Regions from separate parts of the Anas platyrhynchos genome. Here region 1 is linked to region 2. Evidence: chromatin contacts called from public Hi-C data. All regions are on one chromosome and are shown on one strand. The core of a region is the stretch at or near the end of the contact, and the rest is flanking DNA. Distances in the headings are between cores, read along the strand shown. Region 1 holds the start of LOC101803839. Region 2 holds the start of LOC101794555 (E3 ubiquitin-protein ligase HECTD3).

Region 1 (3,159 bases), core at 337-2,836, 200 kb before region 2:
CAAACGTGGCCAGAGGGGGGGCAAAGACCCTTTTGGGTGCCTGGTTTGGGGCAGGTTTGTGGGGTGGCTGTTGGCTTTGGGGCCAACCTCAGGGTGCCCCCCTTCCACCATCGCTGTCCTGTGGGGATTCTCTGCTGTCTCGTTCAGGACTGAGCTTGCCATGTGGTTTTCGTTACTGGTGGCAGCTCTTCCGTGCCATCTATTTCACAAAATATTTGCTCTCTCACTGGGGCCGGGACTAGCTGGCAGACCCAAAAGCTGCGAGGACGAGGGCCAGGCCAGCCGCATAGGTGCCATTTCCTGAGGCCACAAAGGGACGCTGGGACTGGGACGTTAGGCACGAAACAACCCAGGAAAAGTCCAGCACGATGTTAATTCTGGCACGGCCCAGCACTTTGAGTCTTGGACGTTGCAGCGGGAGGGCTCCCACGAGCCAGCAGAGGAAAGCAGCTCCCTGGGGTACCCCGGCGTGCGCGATGGGGCCAGCGCAGGCAGCGGCAGCCCCGAGCTCCTGCACTGCTACACCCCGTAACGGCACAGCCACCCTCATACGGGCAGCGTGGCTTTATCCAGGGCTTTCCCAGCAGAATGGGGGCTGCTTCGGGACCGCTTCACCGTGCTCAGCCTCAAACCCAGACAAAACCGCATCCGGGGCGCCAAACCTCAGCCCGAGCTCAAAAACCTTCAGCAGCTCCCAGCGCCGGGCACCCACGGGGGGCTCCCAGCAGCCGTTGTTAGAGGCAAAAAAGCACCCAAAAAAATCTCATCCCTTCATCCCCAACCGCTGCCCTTTGCCGCGCTGTGACCCGATCGGGGTCTGGCCGAGTTGGTTTTTTTTTTATTGTTATTTTTCCTTTTTTCTTTTTCCTTTTCTCTTAGCAGCCAAGCAGAAGGACCACGCTTGCTCGCCGAGCCCCCCCCCCCCCCCGGCTTTGTCACTGCCACGGCCAGGGGGATGGCGACGGCTCCAGCCCCTGCCCCTGCCCCTGCCCCGCCGCGTGGCCGCCAGCGCGACGCTGCGAGCCCACGTGGGGACGGGGCTACCGCGGGGGGGGCTCGGGCTACCGGGGGGCTCCTCGGGCTACCGGCGGCGCTCCCCCCATGCGGCTCCGGTGGTCGCCGCCCCCTCCCCTCCCGCTTTGTCCCCGGTCCCCTCGGTGCCAGCTCCGAGGCTCGGACCGGGGACCGGAGCTCGGCTCCTCGGGGCGACCCCCAGGGACCCCCTCCTCGCCCCCCGCAGCGCTCGGGCTTTGCCCAAATTTCGGGGCGCGCCCCGCGGGGTCCCGGCTGCGAGCTGCGGAGCCCCCAACCCCGACTGCGCCCCCCAACTCCCCCGGTGCTGCGAGCCCGGCGGGCCCCCCTCCTCCTCCCCGTTGATTTCTCCCCCCAGCCCGGTGCCCCCCCGGCCCGGTGGCCGCCCCCGGTACCTGGCAGGGCGCAGAGCAGGCAGCAGGCGGCCAGGCGGAGCAGGGCGCCCCGCGTCCCCTCCATGCTGGGCCGAGCCGCGCTGCCTCCGCCGGCGGCACCGGGGCGGGAGCGGGGCGGGAGCGGGGCGGGCCGGTAAGCGGGGCGGCCCCGGTCGTGGCTGTGCGGGGAGGGGGGATGCTGACACCCACCCCACCCCCGGACCGGCCCCGTTTGGGTCCTGGCATCCCCGGTTGTCCCCGTCCCGGGCATCCCCTGCGCTGTCCCGTGTTCCCCCACCCGTCCCCGCTCCGGTCCCTCCTCAGCATCCCCCTTCTGGTCCCACATCCCCTCTGGTATCCCCCCGGTTGAGCCCAGCACCCCCGCTTCTGCCCCATACATCGATGTATGGGCAGCATCCCCCTGGGGTCCCCCTGTGCCACTTTGGGGTCCCTGGGCTGGGAGCGGGGTGCCCCTGGATGCTGCCCTGGGTGGCAGTGGGGGTGCCACGAGTGGTTCCTGGGGCATCCCGCAGCCCTGTCCCACCTCTCTTGGGGTCTGGGCACTGCAAAGGCCGGGCCCTTTCCCCAGATATTTGCTGGGTGAAGGAAATCCCAGCCTGGGCGCAAACCCAGACAGCCACTGGTTCGGCCTTGCCTTCCTTTGGAAAGTCTGATGGCATTCATCTGGTTGGCATTTCTGAAGAAGCAGCCCCAGTACTAAGCTGGTTGTGGAGAGGCGCCCTGCAGCCTGGGCTGTTTTCTGGAAGGACCAAAAATCCCCCTGCAAATCCCTCGGCCACTCTGCTTCCTCTCCAGCCCAGCTGGTTCGAGCCCTCCCATCCTGCCTGTCAGTGCTCACAGAAACTAGTAAGGAAGGTTTTGGGCTCCTCTGATTTGGGAAGATGCCTTTTGGCCGTGGCACAGTCCTTGCTGAACCTTTCTTGGGCTGCTTTGGCAGAGGGGGGCTCCGGGTCCTTTCCTCCACCCTGGTACCGGTGCCTGCAGCACAGTGTGGAAGGTGGAAATGGGTCATTTTGTTCCTCCAGCCCTCACCTTCCTCCAACACAGCTTCTTGGTAGCTCTGCCCCTGGTTCTGGGGCAGGCAGAAGATTGCTGGGGTGATCTGACTGTGCTGGAGCAGGGCTGATCGTGGTCTTCTATGGGCTCTTTCAAAAACCCCATGAAATCTCCCCCCCCTTTCTTGGAAATGTATTTCTAACCTCTTACTGCCACTAACTTCTGGCATCCCGTTAAGGCAGAAGTAACGAGGCCTTTACAAACTTCCCAGCCCTTAAGGGGAATTATTTGAAGGGCATTTACAACATTTTGGAAAGTTGTAGGAACCTTCTGCTGCCTGGCACCACCCAGCCCCATGTGCGGGGCCGGGGCACCTCCGCTCCTTGCGGTGTGCACCCTGGGGCCCTGGGCTGGATGTGACCCACGCAGCCCAACGCCCGCGTGCTTCTGACTCATGTCACTTCTCTGCTCTTTCTCCAGAGACACCGAAGCTGTATCTGCCTCAGCTGGCTTCTAGACAGCGGCTCTCAGTCGTCAAGGTTACGGGTCCCTCCGCTTTAATTAAGCGAGTGTCTGTGGCACGGGGGATTTTCAGCAGCTGGGTGACAAGGAGAGTTGGGCTGGCGTTCCCCAAAGGGGTTGGTGAGCAGCATGATAAACCCGTGCAGATGAGCCCCCCTGCAGGCCAACGCTATTACTTTAGCTGATCTCGGCTCTCCTCATTAGGGTTATGATT
Region 2 (3,227 bases), core at 137-2,636:
TGGGGAAGCCTTTGGGGCTGCAGAAGGAAAATCAGAGGGGTGTTAGCACCAAAACGGGGACCGGATGCCCCGCCAGCCCCCTAGGGCTGCAGGTGCAGGGCTGGCGGCTCGTCCCTGCTCCCCGGCCGGTGACCGCAGGGTAGGGGTTTGCACCCAGCTGGGTCCATGGTGACAAATGCTCCCTCCTTGTCACCTCCCAGGGCCTCTTTGAGGGGGACAGCGGGGCCCTCCCTGGGGACAGGCGATGCCCACCCCCGGGTCCGTGAGATTACGTTATCAGGGGCAGCAGTTGCTCCCGCCTGGGGAGATTTGGGACCAGCAGGGCCCGGGGGACAGGCAGCCCTGCTGCTGGCTGTCCCCAGCCCCTATCAGCACCGTGCAGCACGGGGATGGTGGCGTGGGGCAGGGTCCCTGGGGCTCCAGGTGCCCACAGAGCTGGTCACCACATGTCCCCAGTACCCTCCCAGTGGTGTCACCACTCCGGAGCTGCAACCCGGTGTGCACACACATGGGGTGGGATGGGGACCCCGCAGGACCTCACTGCTGTGAGGGGTGGGGGACACAGGGACAGATCCCCAAAACCTCCATGCAGATCCAGGGCCACTCCAGTGTCCCCAGTGAGCCACCCGAGGGCGGGATCAGCCTCCCCAGTGCCACACGGATGTCCTCAGGGTCACAGCACCCCAGTGCCATACTGATGTCCCCAGTGCCACAGTATTTGTCCCCAGTGCCACAGCACTGTCCCCAGGGTCAACCAACACCTCACCAGTGTCCCCAGTACCACACCAGTGTCCCCAGGGTCGTATCACCCCAGCGCCACAGCACTGTCCAACGTGCCACACCAGTGTCTCCAGTGCCACACCAGTGTCCCCAGTGCCACAGCAGTATCCGCATGGCTACCCAACACCTTATCAGTGTCCCCAGTGTCCCCAGCGCCACCCCAGTGCCACCCCAGTGCGGGATCCCAGCACCACACACCAGTGTCCCCAGTTCCCCACTGGGCTCGCACCAGTGTCCCCCACAAGGGACCCCCGGGCCATACCGGTGACCCCCTCCCGCGCCCCATCGCGGTGTCAGGGTCAGCCCGGCGGGTCCCCACTACTCACACGAGCCTCTCACCGCCCTCCATCCTGCTCCGCTTCCCGGCCCGCCCCGCTCGGCGCTGTCCCACCCCCGCCCCGCCTCAGGGCCGCCGCCATCTTAGCACCACCCCCTCCCCTGTGGCACGAGCGCCGCCATCTTGCCCCGCCCTATCCCCATCCGTACGCCGCCATCTTGCCCCGCTCCCCGCCTCCTCCGTACACCGCACGGGCGCCGCCATCTTGCCTCCGTCCTCCCCTCGGGGGCCGCCATCTTGCCCCGGCGGCGGGCGGGGTTTGCCCCCCTCCCCCCCCCCCACATCCCCGTCCCCCTCCCCGGTTTCTCCGGTGTCCGCAGCGCGATGCGTGCGGGCGGGGAGGCTCCGCACCAGGTGCTGGGCCGGCTGCGGTTCCTGCTGCAGTGCAGCGAGTGCTTCCGCCGCGCCCGGGCGCTGCCCGCCGCGCTGTGCTACGTGCCCCGGGAGGTGCAGTACAAGATCTGCAAGGACCCCGCCGCCGCCACCGCCGCCGCCGCCGCCCGCAGCCTGCTCAGCGTCTGGGACAGCCCGGGGCCGGCGCGGGGCGGCAAGCGGGCGGCGCGGGCCACCATCGAGGTGCGCAAGGGCGGCTGCCTCCGAGCCACCGGCGAGGAGTACTGCAACGGCGCCGGGCTCTGGGTGAAGCTCAGCAAGGTAACGGGGAGCGCAGCGGGGCCCCTCTGTGTCCCCCCCCCCTCCCTGCCTGGCCCATCACAGGCAGCGTTTCGCAGCAGGGCAGGCTCAGGAGTGTTATTTAACCCCCAACGCATTCCCCATCCCTTGGGGTTCGCGGTATCTTGGCGTGCAGATCCCCACAATATGTATTTTTCCATGCAGGAGCAGCTGGAAGAGTACAAGAGTGGCTGTGAGCTGGAGGAAGGCTGGGTGCTGGTGTGCAAGCACGCAGAAGGAGGGGACAGGCTGGTCCCGGTCGAGTCCACGGAGAGGATCCAGAGGCAGCAGCAGCTGTTCGGGGTTGATTACAAACCTGTGATCAGGTACGGAGCTGTGGCTCACATCCTCTCTTCTCTGCATGTCACGATAGCTGACATGGCTCCCCGGGCTGCTTCAGAGGCACACGTGCAGCATCTTGCTTTCCTGGCGTCTTGGAAGGGTGCAGCATGCAGGAAATGTCAAAATCCCCCTGCAGACCCTGACTTAGAAAAGAAATCAAGATTTTGCTGCCCACAGTGAGGAGCTGGAGAGGCGTCAAACCTTAGGTCTCTATATTTTAGCGTCTTTAGCTTGTTAATAATCTGAACCTGCTGTCTTCATTTGATGTCTCCTTTTCCTTGCATGGAAGAGAGCAGTGCGGTTTTCGTCCACCTATGTCCTGCTGCTTGAGATTTTGTTGTTTTGTCCCTCAGCCCTTTCTGCTCTGGATTATAAAGCCCCAGCCCACTTGGCCACTTCTTGCATTAAAATGAGGTAATAGGGAATCCAGTTACGGAGTTACCCAATTTTGCTTGGTCAGAATGCTTGTTACCCACACAGCTGGGTGTGGACTGGAAGAAGGAAAGATGCTCTGAACAGAAATGGCATCTGATGAGACCTGATATGGTGTAGGAAGGGGTGTGGTGGGGCTTTAAATCCATGTCTTCCCCTTCCAGCTACTTCTCAACCACCTGCTCCTTTCCCTTGGGATTCTCTCACTCGTTTTCCATCTCCTTTCAGATGGGAGCAAGTGGTGGATCTGACATACTCCCTGCGCCTGGGAGCGAAACCCAAGCCCATGGAGCAGGATGAGGCTGCAGTAGAGAGACTTCGGTATGAGATGTTTCACTGTGGGTGGGTGCAAGCCACTGTCTGTCCCTGGCTGCTCAGCCCTTGACAGCTGGGGAGTGGGGGGAAAACAGGCAGTGGGAAAACAATGGGGAGCAGGGCTCAGCACAGTTCCTACCACTGAGCCAGAAAGCAGGGTGAGACCACAGCAAGCAGGACGTGGACCTGCGTTCCCTGACCTATTCACCTGGCAGGAGGCAGTGCAGCCCTGCTGTCCCTGTGTCTCCAGACTGCTGACCCCTCTGCCCTGGTAGGTTTGTGCCCCCGACATGGACTTACGAGTGCGATGAAGACCTGGTGCATTTCTTGTACGATCACATTGGGAAAG

Evidence for each region. Hi-C and Micro-C count contacts between places; a contact is called where the count stands out from the background.
Region 1: a Hi-C map of liver shows a contact between it and region 2, with 2.2 times the contacts expected there. The contact joins the promoter of LOC101803839 here to the promoter of LOC101794555 in region 2. A contact is called at or near these places in 2 of 8 Hi-C or Micro-C datasets (liver and subcutaneous adipose tissue).

Annotation. Positions count from the first base shown.
Region 1 is chr8:29,821,109-29,824,267 of IASCAAS_PekinDuck_T2T, reverse strand. It overlaps LOC101803839, which reads right to left and starts at 1,586. Exons shown (of 5, transcript XM_027463197.3): 1 at 1,428-1,586. The coding sequence starts at 1,491.
Region 2 is chr8:29,624,718-29,627,944 of IASCAAS_PekinDuck_T2T, reverse strand. LOC101794555 (E3 ubiquitin-protein ligase HECTD3) reads left to right here and starts at 1,386. Exons shown (of 21, transcript XM_072041725.1): 1 at 1,386-1,771; 2 at 1,955-2,115; 3 at 2,792-2,884; 4 at 3,154-3,227. The coding sequence starts at 1,442. It overlaps UROD (uroporphyrinogen decarboxylase), which reads right to left and starts at 2,473. Exons shown (of 9, transcript XM_072041732.1): 1 at 2,106-2,473; 2 at 1-17. The coding sequence starts at 2,152.